2 separate regions of the Mus musculus genome follow, and region 1 is linked to region 2. The links are chromatin contacts, called in public HiChIP or PLAC-seq maps. All regions are on one chromosome and are shown on one strand. The core of a region is the stretch at or near the end of the contact, and the rest is flanking DNA. Distances in the headings are between cores, read along the strand shown.

Region 1 (7,711 bases), core at 117-2,616, 280 kb before region 2:
TTTTACACCCCCCCCCCCAGTTCGTCATGTTTGTTGAATACTCTCAATCTTAAAAAGTTTGTTAGTTTTGGTTCACCAGAGTCAAGAATATTCATGTCTAATACATTAATATATCAGATATGTTAATATAGTAAATAAACTAGATATGTTAACAAATGAAACCATGGGAGATACTGTTTTCATAAAAGTATCCCTGTTTACCTATTTGGCCACCTCTGCACACTGTAGGAAGATGTCGAAAGTAGCTTTTACCCTATATTGATTGCTATCCTTCTGTTTGCTGTCATTAGAGGTGACTTTCTGTCTATTTATTTATTTATTTATTTATTTTTGCGCTCGTCTTTCTGCTCTGTGTTGTCACTCCTTGTAAGTATTTTAATCTTTAACAATATAAACATGGGACGATGCTGAAAGATAATTTTCATTATTGGGAATAGCGAAGATGTTTTTCCCTATCCCTTTTTAGTGTTTGTGTCTGTTGCACGCACATATGTGCATGCGTGTGTGCCTGTGGAGGTCAGAGGTCAATGCCCGGTGTCTTTCTCTGTTGCTCTCCACCTAGAGTTTTTGAAACAGGGTCTCTTACTGAACCTGAAGCTCATCACATGGTCTCCACTGGCTGATCAGTGAGTCCTCAGTACCCACTCACCTGTCTCTCAGCAATGAGGTTCAAACATAGTATGCTTATTTTTCACTGGCTTTTACGTATGTGTATGTGCTGGGGATTCCAGCTCAGGTCTTCATGCTGGAAATCGCTTTACCCACGGAGCCATCTCCCTAGCCCATCTTTTTTTTTTTTTTTCATACTCTTAATAATTTTTAAAAATTAGAGGTGAGGAAGGGAGGGAGTGAATATTATGTTTTCCATCCTGAATACTGGCTACATCTGTTGTACACCCAGCCCTCTGAAGTGACCGACAGATGCAGGGGGGGCTTTGGAGGCAGTTCTGGCTTCTCACCTCTTCCCTGCCAGGCTTGTCCTCAGCATCTCATGTCTGTAACTTCTCAGCCATTCCAGGACCACACCTCTCCTCGCCATCAACTGTAGAATGCTGTAACTTCCTTCTAGCAGGGAAAGTCGCTTGTTTGTATTGCTTTTGAAGCAGTGCCCAAAGGGAAGGAGTTTCTGGCTTATGCCACTGCTTGTGCAAGAGCCCATTAGAGGCTCTTGCTGTGTCTGTGAGTCCGACAATCAGGTGCTAACAAATCACTCCTGTCCGCATGAGGGCAGCCTGGACAGAGGAAGACGGATGTGAGAGGCTGGGTCTGAAGAGTGGACCTGACTCAGTGAAGAACTAATATGGAGGTGACTGAGGGAGAGGGAGGTGCATGTCCAGGGTGACACCTAGGTTCCGTCAGGAGCAGCAGGGCGGATGGAACTGCTGTCCACCGAGATAAGGGACAGCCAAGAAGAGCTTGCTGTTTGCACATCTGAGTCATATCTGACCAGGTGACCTTGAGTTTCGTTTCAAAATCAATAGCCTTATAATATCCGGCATGGCGTGCCTTGAGCAGGTGTTTCAGGGTGGGTTTCTTGGGGCCCTATAATGCCCCGATTTTATTTTCTTTCTGTTAATTTCTCAATGGCATTTTCTGGGCAGAGGCACCTTTGGTATTTCTTAGGGAGTGCTGTGACTCAGGAAAGGCTAAGAGCCACTGACTAATTATGTCCCCTTGCAGAAACCGCTCAATAAATACTTGTCTTGGGCTCTCATTGCCGAGGAACAACACTGATGGATGGAAATTTCCTAGTCAGCCTCCTCTTCCCTGATGCTGCTTCTCTGGGGCATCACTCATCGGGGTGTCACTCATCACCACGGCAGTCTCTGAGGGGCTTTGTACAATTACCATGTACACAGTAGCTTTAATATTTTAGTATTTTTTCACATTTATTTGATTAACGTGTGTGTGTGTGTGTGTGTGTGTGTCTGTCGGTCAGAGGACAGCTTCTGGAAGTCAGTTCTTCTACTGTGTGGTTTCCAGGGATCAGAGCATCAGGCTCGTTGGCAAGTAGGTGTCTTTAAGCTGCTGAGCCATCTCACTGGCCCAAAGCTTAATCTTTCTTACAGAGATGGTCTTAGTATGTCACCACACCACTTAGCTTACCCGCGAGCTCAGTGTTCATGTCCCCATCTCAGACGAGGGAACCAAGGCTGAGTAACTGACAACTACCAAGTGTCAGAACTTGGCCTTGTTTAGACCAAAGTCATACTGTTTTCCTGGAGGATAATAGTTCTACTGGTTGGGACGGGACTGAGTTCCTTCTTTAAAAATCAAACAAATAAAAACAGCAAACAAACAAACGGAGCTGTCCCTGTAAAGGAGCCAAGTATGAGTGGCCGTGACCCAAATGAGTTCCAAATGGAGCACTTAGGTTCCTTGAAATTCCATGTTCTAACCTGGTAACTTCTGTTCATTTGCTTGGTTGGCTTTTGTGTTTTCTAGACAGGGTTTCTCTGTGTAGCCGTGGCTGTCCTGAAACTCACTCTGTAGACCAGGCTGGCCTCAAACTCAAGAGATCTGCCCACCTCTACCTTCTGAGTGCTGGGATTAAAGGTGTGCGTTCCCAGTGCCCTGTTAGCCTGTTAAATTTTTATGACATTTTAATAGTAACAGAATGAAGAAAGTCATAAATCAAGACCTTTCGAACACATTAGTGGGGACGCTGGGTAGGCAGGGTGCATCCCCGTGGGAAAGCTCTGCTTCGTGCCTCCGATGTTCTCTGTGCACTCTTAGCCTTTGGTTGGCAGAGGTCAGTGGTCTGCTAAGGCAATAGACTCCAAAGGTTTCACCTGATAATCACAAGGATGTTAGGTCAGGCACAGAGTTGGGCAATGGCTGTTAATGGGGTTAAAAAAGGTAACCTGAGATAAATTGCAATTAGTCTGTGTACCTGCATAGAAGTTCTGACCAACCAGTCAGCCTTGGCAAGGCCCAGCTTCCTTTCAGGAACTTCAATTCCCAAGTCATAACTCTGCTTTATACCCAATAGGCACGGTGGCACACCCCTGTAATCCTAGCAGTACTTGGGAGGCAGTGGGCAGAGGATCTGAAGTCCAAGGTCTTCTGCTATACAGTAAGTTCGAGGCCAGCCTGGGCTACATGAGTCCCCCTCCCCAGCCCAGCCCTAAGAAAGTGAAGAAGAAAGAAACAAAGAGCGGCATAGTGCAGTGTGCTCCAGCCTGGAGTATGAACAGGCCTCTCAGATGCCTGGCTAAGAGACCTGCTCTGTCTCTCAGTTCATGCTGTAAATTTAATTCCTTTCTGCCTCAGAGTGGATGCATTTCCCTAGGAGCCCTTATGCCTCATCTTGCTTTGAAAATAATAAAGCTACACGGAATTTCAGAATGCTTAAACCCAGCTCACAGATTTGAGATTGCTATCCTTGGGAGCATCTTCACCGCCCACACCAGAGTTCTCAGACTTTCCCATCTCGCTCTGTGTTCTGTGTGTGTAAGTTGTGTGGTCGAATTAGAACTTCTTGTTAGGAAGCCGGGTCTGAAAGTGGTCATTCATGCCTGGCCTGTGTGTGTGTGTGTGACCGATGGGCAGTCATCTCCGTTTCCTCCTGAGTCTGCTCTAATGATTTTCAGAGCAGTGTTGATGTGTGCCATCTCTCACCTAATGAACTTTATGAGGAAGCCCATGCAGTCTCAGGTTATCCAGGGACTTAATGATAAATGCTAGGAAAGTAACTGTACACTGGCTTTGTGTGAGTCCTACAAAGCTGCCCCCCGGCTTGTGTCTGGTGTGGGGTGGGGTTGTGTGTGTTGGGTGCCCCTGCACATATACACACATTCATATGGAGGCCAGAGACCAACCTAGGATGTTGTTCTAGGATGGGTGTTAGACATCCAACTTATGCCCTCACATTCACGAGGCAGGCACTTGGCTTACTGAGCCATCTCCCTAGCCCTATGTGCACTTTATTTCCAATACTTCCCCCCCTCCCCCAATTCTGGGGACCGACCTCAGGGACTTGCTCTTGCTAGGCAAAGCACTTCTGTCACCGAGCCACATTCCCAGCCCAAAGCACTCATTCTCAACAGCCAAGCTTAGTAGGCACATCATTTTGTATCCCCCATGACCAGAAGTCTACTTTGACTTGGACAGGCACTAGGCATGTATGCTGTGCATGCACATACATGCAGGAAAACTACTCATACATATAAAATAAAAAATTAATGAATCTAAAAAATAAAAATCAAGGCCTTACATGAAACAAGCATTAAACAACTAAAACCAAACGAGGCGCCTGTGGGAGGAGAGGTAAAGCCTCCGGTTAGTAGGGTGCTGGCGGCTGGGTTCCTGCCGCAGATCCTGCTGTCGCAATCCCATCCTCTTCTGCAGCAGCAGTGTGCATGTGTAGATGGGGAAAGCCAGGTCCTCCTGAAAGATCTGCTGGGGGCTGGTGAGATGGCTAACGGCCAAAGGTGTCCATAGCCAAATCCTAACAACCAAGGCTGATGACCTAAGTTTGATGCTAGGACCCACATCGTCCTTTGATATTCAGACATGCAATGTGGCGTGTGTGTGTGTGTGTGTGTGTGTGTGTGTGTGTGTGTGCACAGACATCAAATGTAATAAAAGCCACTAAAGAATCAGCTCAAGAGGAACTGCAATGGTCTGTGGGTGAAACTTAGGAACACACCCTTTTCTTCTAAATGTTTACATAGTTTGAAGTCCTGAAATCAAATATGGAATTCAGGGCCTTGCCCATGCTAGGCAAACTCCTTATTTGTGAATACACATGCAGTCCTTGAAGCAGACTTAGGCAAGGCACTGGGAATATCACTGTAGCGGCTGGGTAGCAATCGCCCAGAAGAGGACACCATTCCCAGCTCTTCCTGGACTGCTAGTCGCTCCTGTGTATTTGCAGTGCCTTGCATCCCTCCATTCTGGAACAGAAGGCATGGGGATGGTATCTGGAAGTGGGTTGAAGCACAGCTTGAGGTTAAGGTCATCTACTGAATGAATCACCTGCCTATGGATAATGGCGTTGTAAGATGACCAGGATTTCGCCAGCACACTAGCCAAGGAACCACACAGTTAAAAATTCTAGGTCCCCCTCAAATAGATAGTGGGCAAGAACTTTTAACATGGTGCTTAGCTGAGACTGTGTCCTGGATTTGCTTATGTGCTCCTGATGACTACTTCCTGAGTTAGAGCTTGGCGATTTCCCTGACAAAATGTTACACACTCATCAGTGGACCGTGATGTGTTGAAGTTGCCATCCTAGAAAGCACTCACCCACGGGGAACAGTAAACTGCCTTCTTCCTATAATTGGAGAGTCACTCTGACTTCGTGCAGACTGTCTTCTAACAACAAGGATCTCATGTCTGTGGCCGTGGACACATTGCAAACATTTCTACCTTTCATGTGAAGACTGGCTGTGAAGAAACAAGGTGATGACCTGAGTTCAGTCCTGGGACCCTCATTGTGAGAGGAGAGAGTGAACTTCCTGTGTGGCATAATTATATTTAATATATTACATGTTATATATTATATAATGTAATATATAACATATGTAGCATATATATATATATATTAAATAATGTGTTTCCTTATGGCTTTTTCAAATACACTCAGTCTCACTTATCTCTTATTCCCTCCTGTCTCCCACCGTGTTTCCCTCCACTCCACTTTCCCCCTTTCCGCTATCATAGCACCTATATTCTACTATTCTACTCTCCAAGCTCCCCACAGTCTACATCACTGGCTTCTATAATTACTTAGGCTATATAGTAAACTCTAAACGCACTCTTACCCATTGAGCCATCTCCCTAGTCATGTCTGTTTTGGAGATATAGTCTCACTCTGCTGCTCAGGCTGGTCTTGAGTGTGTGCCTACCTGCCTGCCTCGGCTTCCCAAATAGTAGGAGCGCAGACATAAGCCACCACATCTAGCTGAGACCTTCATTTAAAAAAAGGAGACAAGTTCAAGTTCCAGCTGGTTTCTGCCTGTCCCAATGAGGCTGAAATCACTCCTGCAGCCGGCACAGCTGAAAAAGTAGCCAGCCCTAATCCAGACCCTATCAGGTGGACCCATCTTTCGGATACAAAGCTGTTCTCTTGCAACATTTTGCCAAGAACCTGGCTTCCATCTCCTGGATTTTATTATCCTGGCTTGATGGAGAGAGAAGCCAGCCATCCTTCTAGAGGCCCCCCCCCCCCCCCCCCCCGCGCCCTGCCCTGGGCTGCAAATACTTTGTTCCTGTGGGTAGCTCTGAGAGGAGGGAGCCCTTTCCTGGAGCCTCCATGTGTCCGCAGTTTCTTTAGGCTATTGATTTCCAGGGTTACTGAACTCATACCTCCCACAGAAAATAAATATGTGGCTGCCCACCACCAGCCTGCTGCAGTCCTCCCTCTGCCCCACCCCCAGCCTGCTGCAGTCCTCCCTCTGCCTCTCACAGAGGCTCTGATTGAGTGTTACGTGTCTCCTTTGGCTGCCTCCACGGCCTCTTATTTTTAGGGCCTTCGTTAATGTCTACTACTCGTGAAACATGAAAACGGAGCCGTAGCTTCTGGAATTGGAAACTTGAGGTTTTGAGGCCACTGTGCTCTTATCGTGTGGGTCCATCATCTTCTTTAGTTACAGAGGTTAAAAAAAAAAAAAAACCAAACAACTCCACCCCAGGGGCCTGTCAATGGGCAGGTAGAGGGGTACAGGGATCAGAGCTTGGGGTGTGCTCTGTAGGCTGTGAAAGAAGATCTTGTAACTAAAGCTCGGGCCAGTTTCGCAGGGCTATGGCCTTTCAGGTGCTGGCAGGAGTCTCCTTACAGCTCAGCCTTGATACATTGTGACAGCTCTACTTATTTATTTTCTTTTCTCTGTCCTTTGGGGACTTCTGATCCCATGATTCAGGAGGCTTGGGGAAAGTCTGGATTTTCAGTGGACCCCCATCATTTCTGATCTAAGAGGAAGGGCTCCAAGGATCATCACCACATGTTGGCATGCCTAGCGGGCTCAGCCCATCCCAGGGCTTACAGAGCCAGGGATCTGTGCCCCCTCAATAGAGAGTGGTGAGCCTGTGGGAGATGGAAAGGTTGAACGAATAGACAGCAGGTGGTTCTTTGTTTCTGAAGAGAAACAGAAACTTAGATGAAGCCTTAACATCCCTGGTTTCTCACTGGGGAGGCTGAACACTTGTGGTCCTGGTCAGTTGGTTGAAAGATTTAGAGTTAAATGAGGCTACATCAGCTCCTAGACCTGAGGCTTGTTCTGGTTGCTCTCTATCAAGTGTGTGGAATGTCTCTAGCCAGCAACATTGTGTGTGTATCCATCTCTTCTCACTTGTTAAAGTGTAGCTTTGGTGGAAGGAACTCGGAGCCCACCGGGTTGTCATAGCATCTAGAAGCCCCACCCCCCATGACGTGGAGATAAAGCTGGTACTTGGTGGACTCAGGTAGGTAGACAGCTGTTTGAATCAGTACAGCCAAGTCTCTTGGCCATGAAAAGTGCAGAGTGTCAGCGCAGTTCTTATTTTTATTGCCTCCCTCCCCCCTCCACCAGGCTAGGGGTGCATGCCAGCTAACAGGGTAGAGGTGGCAGTTGCTTGAAGCTGTGTATTCCCTAAATGCCAACTGAGTTCAACCGGCCCTGCTTCTGAGCAGCACATGTATTGTCCGTGTGTTGGTGCTTCAAGCCCCTAAGATGGCCCCTTAGTGAGAGGATTAGAAACAAAAGCCTCTGCGGAAGGTTAGATTTTA
Region 2 (6,951 bases), core at 235-2,734:
CCATGTAAATGTACAAACTGAACTTATTTTAAAGTCTTTGCTACAAAATAGAATGCTGGGCATTAAAAAATGCTTTTTAAAAATTACTTTGGTAACTTTTATTAAGAAGGAATTTTTAACTACCATAAAGTTATGTGAATTCTATAAAAATAAATATTACAGGCTAGAGATATGGCTCAATGATAATGTGCTTACCTAGCATATACAAGACCCTGGGCTTTATCCCCAACATTATAATCAAACAATCAATATTATACTATAGATGTCTTTACAGGAGAGCAATTGTCAATCAGCATAACAGTATGTCAGCATCAATCCTCTGTTTTGGTGGAAGTGCAATTGCCTTTAATCTTTGCCTTTATACTTTGTGCATTTAAATTATTTTATGATGACTATGCATTGTCCCTACAATGAGAAGTAATTATTTCTTAAAATCAATGCCTCCCTATGTTTATATGCAGATCTTATCTGTCTCCCACAACTAGCAAATATTTTTCACAGTCATCTACTTTGGAATTATAGAATATTAGCAGATAACATACGTGTTATTGGAGTACTTAGTGTATGCAAGAGGAGGCTATATTAAAAGGGAAACAGGGCTATACAGTAAGACTATGTCTCAAAGTTGAAGAAAGGAGACAGAGTAGGACGAAAGGAGAAGAGAGGGGAAGAGAGAGAGGGGGGGAGGGGAAGAGAGGGGGAGGGAGGGGAAGAGAGAGAGGGAGGGAGGGGAAGAGAGAGGGGGAGGGAGGGAAGGAAGGAGGGAGCATGAACTGACTGTGCATACCACGCTCATTAAATTCTTTAGCTGACTTTGATTGAGTAGTTGCTGACTCACCATTTGGGGACACTGGATTTACTGGGGCAGAAAGCCACCCTTGTGACAAAGTAGTGGGTTTAGACAGCAGAACATTCAGTGAATGTGTTTTTAAACAATGTACTTCTTAAGTCCTTGAATTCAGGTTTGTGGTCACACAAGGTGGGTATATTCTCAGTGTTGCTCGCTCTTCTTGCCCTTGACTCTGGCCATAAGGAAACTAAGATCATAGAATTTGTGAGTCATTGTTTATTAGCACAAATGAGATCAAATCAGAGTCCGTGCTCGTGACCACAGACAGCATCCGCAAGCTTGGTGCAGTGTGATTAGAGCAAATGCAGCAAGCCAGACAGCCAAGACCCTCCAAGTGACCCACGTCTCATTTGTTGATGCCTCATCTACAATTGTTCTTTGCTGAAGATGCCTTTGCATCTCATTGGGTGAAACCCAGCAAAGCTCCATGTGTAATGGTTGCCCTAGAAATGTGGAGCAAATGGCCCTGCATGGCATATTTTCTTCCTGAAAACTAACAATACATTTTATGTCCCTTAGTCTTTGAGCACTCTGAGACTCTTCAAATCATTTGATGTCTTCTGGGAAAGCACTTGGCTCCTTTTGGCCTGAATTGAGTCTCCTTGGAAAAAGGCCTGTTTGGTTTTTCCCTTGTGTTGGAGTCCCTCCAAATGGACACTCTGTGAACTGCAGCTCAAAGTGAGAGCCTCGAAAGGCCTTGCCCACTCCAGCTCCTGTCAGAATCCAAGAATCTGGCCTGCGTGGCTTTTGCCTTGCCCTGTGTTGACCCTGGGGAGATGCCTGGGGAGGAAGTGTTTTGTCCCTGTCCCCGTGTTTCTGTCAGCCTGTGGAGATCTGATAGACAGGGCTAGCAGGAGGCTGGAAAGCCAGAGAACAGGGTTGTGTTCCAGATAGGGTGTGCCCAGGGATGGGACAGCATGAACCCAGAATCACAGGGCAAAGGTTGTATGGAGACCCGTGTGTGTGGCAGATAACTTCCCCATGCTGCTATGCTCGGTGGTAGGTGTTCAAAACAGTCGAGAGGAGAGTAACCCGTGAGTCTTTGGGAATCATGTGTCAGTCCTGCATGTGACAGGTTGAGTGGAATAAGATATTTGACTTCCTTAACCAGTCAGTTGAAACCAGTGTCGGCTCTGAAGTTATACCACTATTGGCTTGGTAAATCAGAGGATGGAGCATGCTGAAGACTACAGCATGATGTGTTTGTACCTGCTTGTAAACCTAGCCATGGGAAGGCAGAGTATGACGATGGCGGGTTCAAGGCCAGCCTAGGCTATGTAGCAAGCTTATGTCTCAAAAAAAACACAAAATAAAAATAAAAAGCAAATAAAAAGTATTTGTTGAAGTGAATGGTGGGATACTCTGGCTATTAGACTATTATTAGTTTCAAGATCAGACCTCTAGACACAGAGTCCAAGTGCCACTGGAGTGTTGATGAGAAATCTCTCAGTGGTACCCTGCTCCCGAGAGGAGGATGTCATCTCTTCCTGCCTCACATCACACAGTCCAATGCATTCCTCTACAGAGTGTCAACTCTACCTTGTCACTTGCTTGAAGAAAGAATCACTTGCCTCTATCTGGACAGAGTTGACTGCTCTTGGGTGCCAGTTCATGGAGGACTCACATTCACACTAAGGAGAATATGACGTGACCACCCTGGACCAGCACCCTCATTTGCAGTTCTTACCCAATATCAAGCCCCAGCAGGTTCTTGTTCCACACTGTCTAGGTCACTCTCAACTCCCTGGTGGCTTTGCTCCACTCAGGCCTCTGTCACATGGTACTGTAGCTGATAGACAACAGGAATGTGGGACTCAGGCTGGGAAGATCAAGTTCAAGAAACTGGCAGCTGCTGTACCCATGGGGAACCCATTTCCTGATCCTGAAATAATGCCTTCTCATTGGGTCCTCACACGGTGGGAAAAGCTAGCAAGCTCCCTAAAACCTACTTTATACGGGCACAAATCTCATCCATGAGGGGCCCATTCTCCTGACCTAATCACCTCTCTGGACTCTACCTCTTAGTACCTTCACCTGGGGACTAGAAATTAGAGCATATTAATTGGGTGGGGAATCACAAGCGTTCAGATCATAGTGTAAGACTCTTCCCATCTGCCAGGCAGAGGGAGACCAGCCTGGGAGGATAACGTGTTCTACAGGGATGACAATCTGCAGTGTCCCAATGTGAAGAGAGAAGTCAGCTGTCACTGTCCTGAGAGAGTTGGTCTGTGAAGTCTACAGATATCTTTCCGCTAGGGCCTAAGAGTGTCTTCAAATGCCATAGAGAATATAAATTTATATTAAGACATTTGTAGGCAGAGGCAGGTGGATTTCTGAGTTCGAGGCCAGCCTGGTCTACAAAGTGAGTTCCAGGACAGCCAGGGCTACACAGAGAAACCCTGTCTCGAAAAAAAAAATATTAAGACATTTGTGATTTAAGGAGACACAGAATGAGCTGGGGTGACAGCATGCAAGCATGAAGACCTGAATTCAATCCCCCAGAACCTTCAGGATTAAAAAAGGTTGTGGTGGGGGGGGGGGGGAAGAGGATGTGCTTATAGTCTCAGTGCTGGGATGGGGGTGGAGGTGGGGTTGATACAATCGGATCCCTGGGACTCACTGGCCAGCCAGCCTAGCTTATTTTGTGAGCTCCAGGCCAATGAGAAACCCTGTCTCAAGATGGCAGGGTTTATGGCATGTAAGGACCAACAGCCAAGGCTGTCCTCTACACTCTGCACACACACACACACACACACACAGAGAGAGAGAGAGAGAGAGAGAGAGAGAGAGAGAGAGAAGGAGAGCGTCTCAGGGAGTTTTAGGGTGCCTTACTACTTTAAGTTAGAGCCTGCGTACCTCAGGGATTGTAGCCTGAGAACTTCCTATGTGTACCAACTGGAACCTGCTAGATGCTTTCCTCTGCTGGAGTTTGCTGTGCACACCTGATGGCCTGTAGCTTTGTGGTTGGTTCCGCCACAGGGTCCCACTATCGTGTGTCCACCACCACCTCTGACACACCCCAGTTGCATCACGGCTCAGCCTCTCTGCACTGTTTGAGAGTCAGAATCCCTGAACCAGGAGCCTTGCCTTATTGCTAGACAGCTGGACCACCCCCAAAGCATCACATGGGAAGGGCATTCAGCAAATCCCGTTCCGGAAGCAATCTGTCACCCCGGCCGGTTTCCCCGTCAGCATTTGCGGGGAGTTCTGTCTCCTGGCAGGGAACTGGCTCACAGCTCCGTGCTGGAACTGGCAGCCCCTCAGAGACAGTTTCTCCTTCTCAGCATCACCCGATGACGCCCAGAGTCAAGGCGCAAACGAGCCTCAAGAACAGCATGTTCTTCCCAGCAACATGCCGGGGAAAGCTGGGCTTGGAGAAAGCTGAGCGCTCTGTGGTGTCCTGGAGCCCACGATGTGTGCCAAGCTTGCTGTCCAGCCCTTTCCCTCCCGATCCCATCCGTGGCCCAGGTGGGATGCCTTTGAACCTCTTACTCAGTTATGTAAACACACCTGATTTACTACCTGATTGCACAGATTATTGTCAGCTTTTGCCTCCCAGTGCTCCTGGGCACATGCTCCCTAAAAGTCCCAGTTTCTGGAGTGCCTTACAGTATAAAGAATGAGCCCATTGGTGCCTAGTCTTGCTTACTGCTTGCTTAATGGTTCCTAGGGGGAGCTGAAGTGTGGGCGTGGGTATTGCAGGGAGATTTGCCCTGTGGAAACAGGTCGTGGCCAGGTCAGGTGCTTTGAGGAGGAGACTTTGTCCTAGAGAAGGAAAACAGAAACAAGCACAAAAGCACATGAGAGCATGGGGCTGTGCATATCTCCGCCTTATTTTTGAGTCAGGGTCTCTCACTGTCTTGTAGCTCACCAGTTGGCTAGACCGGCTGGCCAGAAAGCACCAGGAATCCTCCTGTCTCTATCTCCCTCCATGTTTATGATACAAGCACATGTATCTTTCTCTAGTATCTTTCATCCAGACATTGCTTTTCTATGGGGAACCCATCTTTCCAAGAGTGACCTCTCTGCTCTCAACACCACTGGATACTCTTAATCCATGTCTTGGTGAAACCAGGGTCTTTCTTAATTCAAACCCTGAGCTGTTAGTTCTGAGGCAGACACTATAGAGACCACTTGTATCCTGAACACCCTATCAGTTTGGCAATTGAACCCCAGAAGCCACTAGGGTCACAACTCTAAGTCAGGTACTAGAGTCCCCTTTGCCAACTTCAAGGCATCAGGCAAACATGCGGTCTATACCCTTTCCCCTCCATCCAGGTACAGCCCTGGATTGACCCTGGTCCTGTTGTGTGTTCACTTGGCCCTCTGTGCTCTGACCACTGTCACCCACCTCCCAAACGAAGGGTATTTGGTCTCATCTCTTACCCCTCACCTCACCTTAGCTGGGGCCAATTTCACCACCTCTTCTCTGGGACTATGTCTACTCTGAGACAAGTGATGCTTGGGTGGGATCTATAAGATTACAGGCTTGTCCTGGCTTGGCCACTCATAATCTTTATGTAGTGGGCTTGTTATTCAGCCTCTTGCCCACCCTTGGGTCCCACTAGCACAGCTCCTGGCTATTGTAATGAACTCAAAACAATGGCAATCACTTAGTGACCTCTCCCAAAATGTTGCTACCCACCATTACCACCATGATATTTATTATCTTCTTGGACACCAGAGAACCAAGGACCTTCATTCACCCTCGATCTCAGAACCACATGGCTCATTGAACATGCTCGGTGGAGAAGTGCTCTCTCTCTCTCTCTCCTCACTCTTCTCTTTCCTGATTCCCTTTCTCCCATCCCCCTCTTCCTCCTCTTCTTACACACAGCTCTGCATAAGCTCTGAAATCCCATCTAGTTTCTCTGGTATTAAATTTATATTCAAATTTGATCATACTTTCACAAGATATCAATTTGTAGGTCCACAACTACAAAGAATAGTCTGGTCGTCATTGGAATGGCTAATTTCCTCAGTGTCTCCTTTGTTACAAAGACATGGTGCATGGACTTGGCAGTTACCTCCATCTTCTCACCTGTTGTCACATGACCCCAGGCTCTGTGGGCCTTGGATACTAGACCTCACCATTTTCTGTGTTCATCTGCCCACTCCCACCCTCTGCAATCTTGAATTTCTATCTTTTGCCATTGGTCACCTCAAGCAAAAAAACCTTGCTGTTGTTTTTCTGCTGTGTCAGAGAACATGACTTTTGCTTACACATAGTGACGAGTGGGTTATAAAATTCGTTTACTCTTGTTTTCAACTGTTGGGCAGAGATGGATGTGGGAGGCCACCGCCAGGTCAGCTCAAAGAGAACAATCCTGGCTTTTACAGTGAGCCCATGGCTTGAGCCTTTGTCCTTTCTGTTGGCTTGTAAGCAGAAGCCACGAACAAGGGTGCTCTCAGAAGGGAAAAAGCAGCAAAAATAGAGAATTATTTTCCAAAGCAAAACAGATCATTTAAAGGGCTGACTTGTCATTGAACTTGGAGGCAGTTGATTTTTGGGCATAGTCAAACAATGTCCCTCTGTAGCTCTGAACCCTGAATGGGCAGGGTTACTGCAGGTCAGTGCTGACACATCCAGGCTGCAGGCAAGAAGATGCAGCTGTGTGCTCCACAAAGCCTCTGGTGTGTGTGTGTGTGGATGGATCTGCCGGAGCCTCTGTGTGCTCCTCTTCTGACCTGTTCCCAGCCATGGCGCCTCCTGGCAACCGGGGAGAGAGTTTGAAATCCACAGGGATACCAGGAGATGGAATAGGTGGGGCATGCTGGGTACATTCTGTGGTGTTGGCCTGTATCTAGCCTCCATATTAGCTATGTATTCATGAGTGTTGGTTTCATCATTTGTACTTCATAATTCATACTACACAGTCTCTGAACTAAGAGGCCATCTGCAACATTTTCTGCTGGATTAAGAATTGCATTGATTTTTTTTTTAATCTCACATTATTTTGGAACACTTGGGAGCTGAGTATTCCAGCTTTACCCTGTGGTCTGGAAATTCCAGGCCTGTATGTCTGTCTCTTTATTATACTTAGGTAGGGAGGGATATACATACCTATGCATGTGTGTACCTGTGTGTACATGTATATGCA

What was found. HiChIP or PLAC-seq counts read pairs in DNA pulled down with a chosen protein or histone mark.
Region 1: a contact with region 2 is called in a FOXA1 HiChIP or PLAC-seq map of pancreatic cancer cells. The contact joins two enhancer-like sites. A contact is called at or near these places in 1 of 15 datasets of contacts at CTCF or cohesin (the NIH/3T3 cell line), 5 of 115 datasets of contacts at active chromatin or transcription factors (VIP interneurons, fibro-adipogenic progenitors, large pre-B cells and 2 more) and 1 of 9 other capture datasets (adipose tissue).

Annotation. Positions count from the first base shown.
Region 1 is chr11:108,300,991-108,308,701 of GRCm38.p6, reverse strand. The region is part of intron 2 of Prkca (protein kinase C, alpha); the gene reads left to right. Among named protein-coding and RNA genes, the nearest start is that of Prkca, 39 kb to the left of the region's middle. Within about 2 kb of position 1,366, at least 39 of the 459 cell types and tissues checked have an H3K27ac peak or open chromatin away from gene starts, as enhancers often do. A contact at or near this core is called in pancreatic cancer cells, where this site is marked.
Region 2 is chr11:108,020,479-108,027,429 of GRCm38.p6, reverse strand. The region is part of intron 5 of Prkca (protein kinase C, alpha); the gene reads left to right. Among named protein-coding and RNA genes, the nearest start is that of Mir7223, 27 kb to the right of the region's middle. Within about 2 kb of position 1,484, at least 53 of the 459 cell types and tissues checked have an H3K27ac peak or open chromatin away from gene starts, as enhancers often do. A contact at or near this core is called in pancreatic cancer cells, where this site is marked.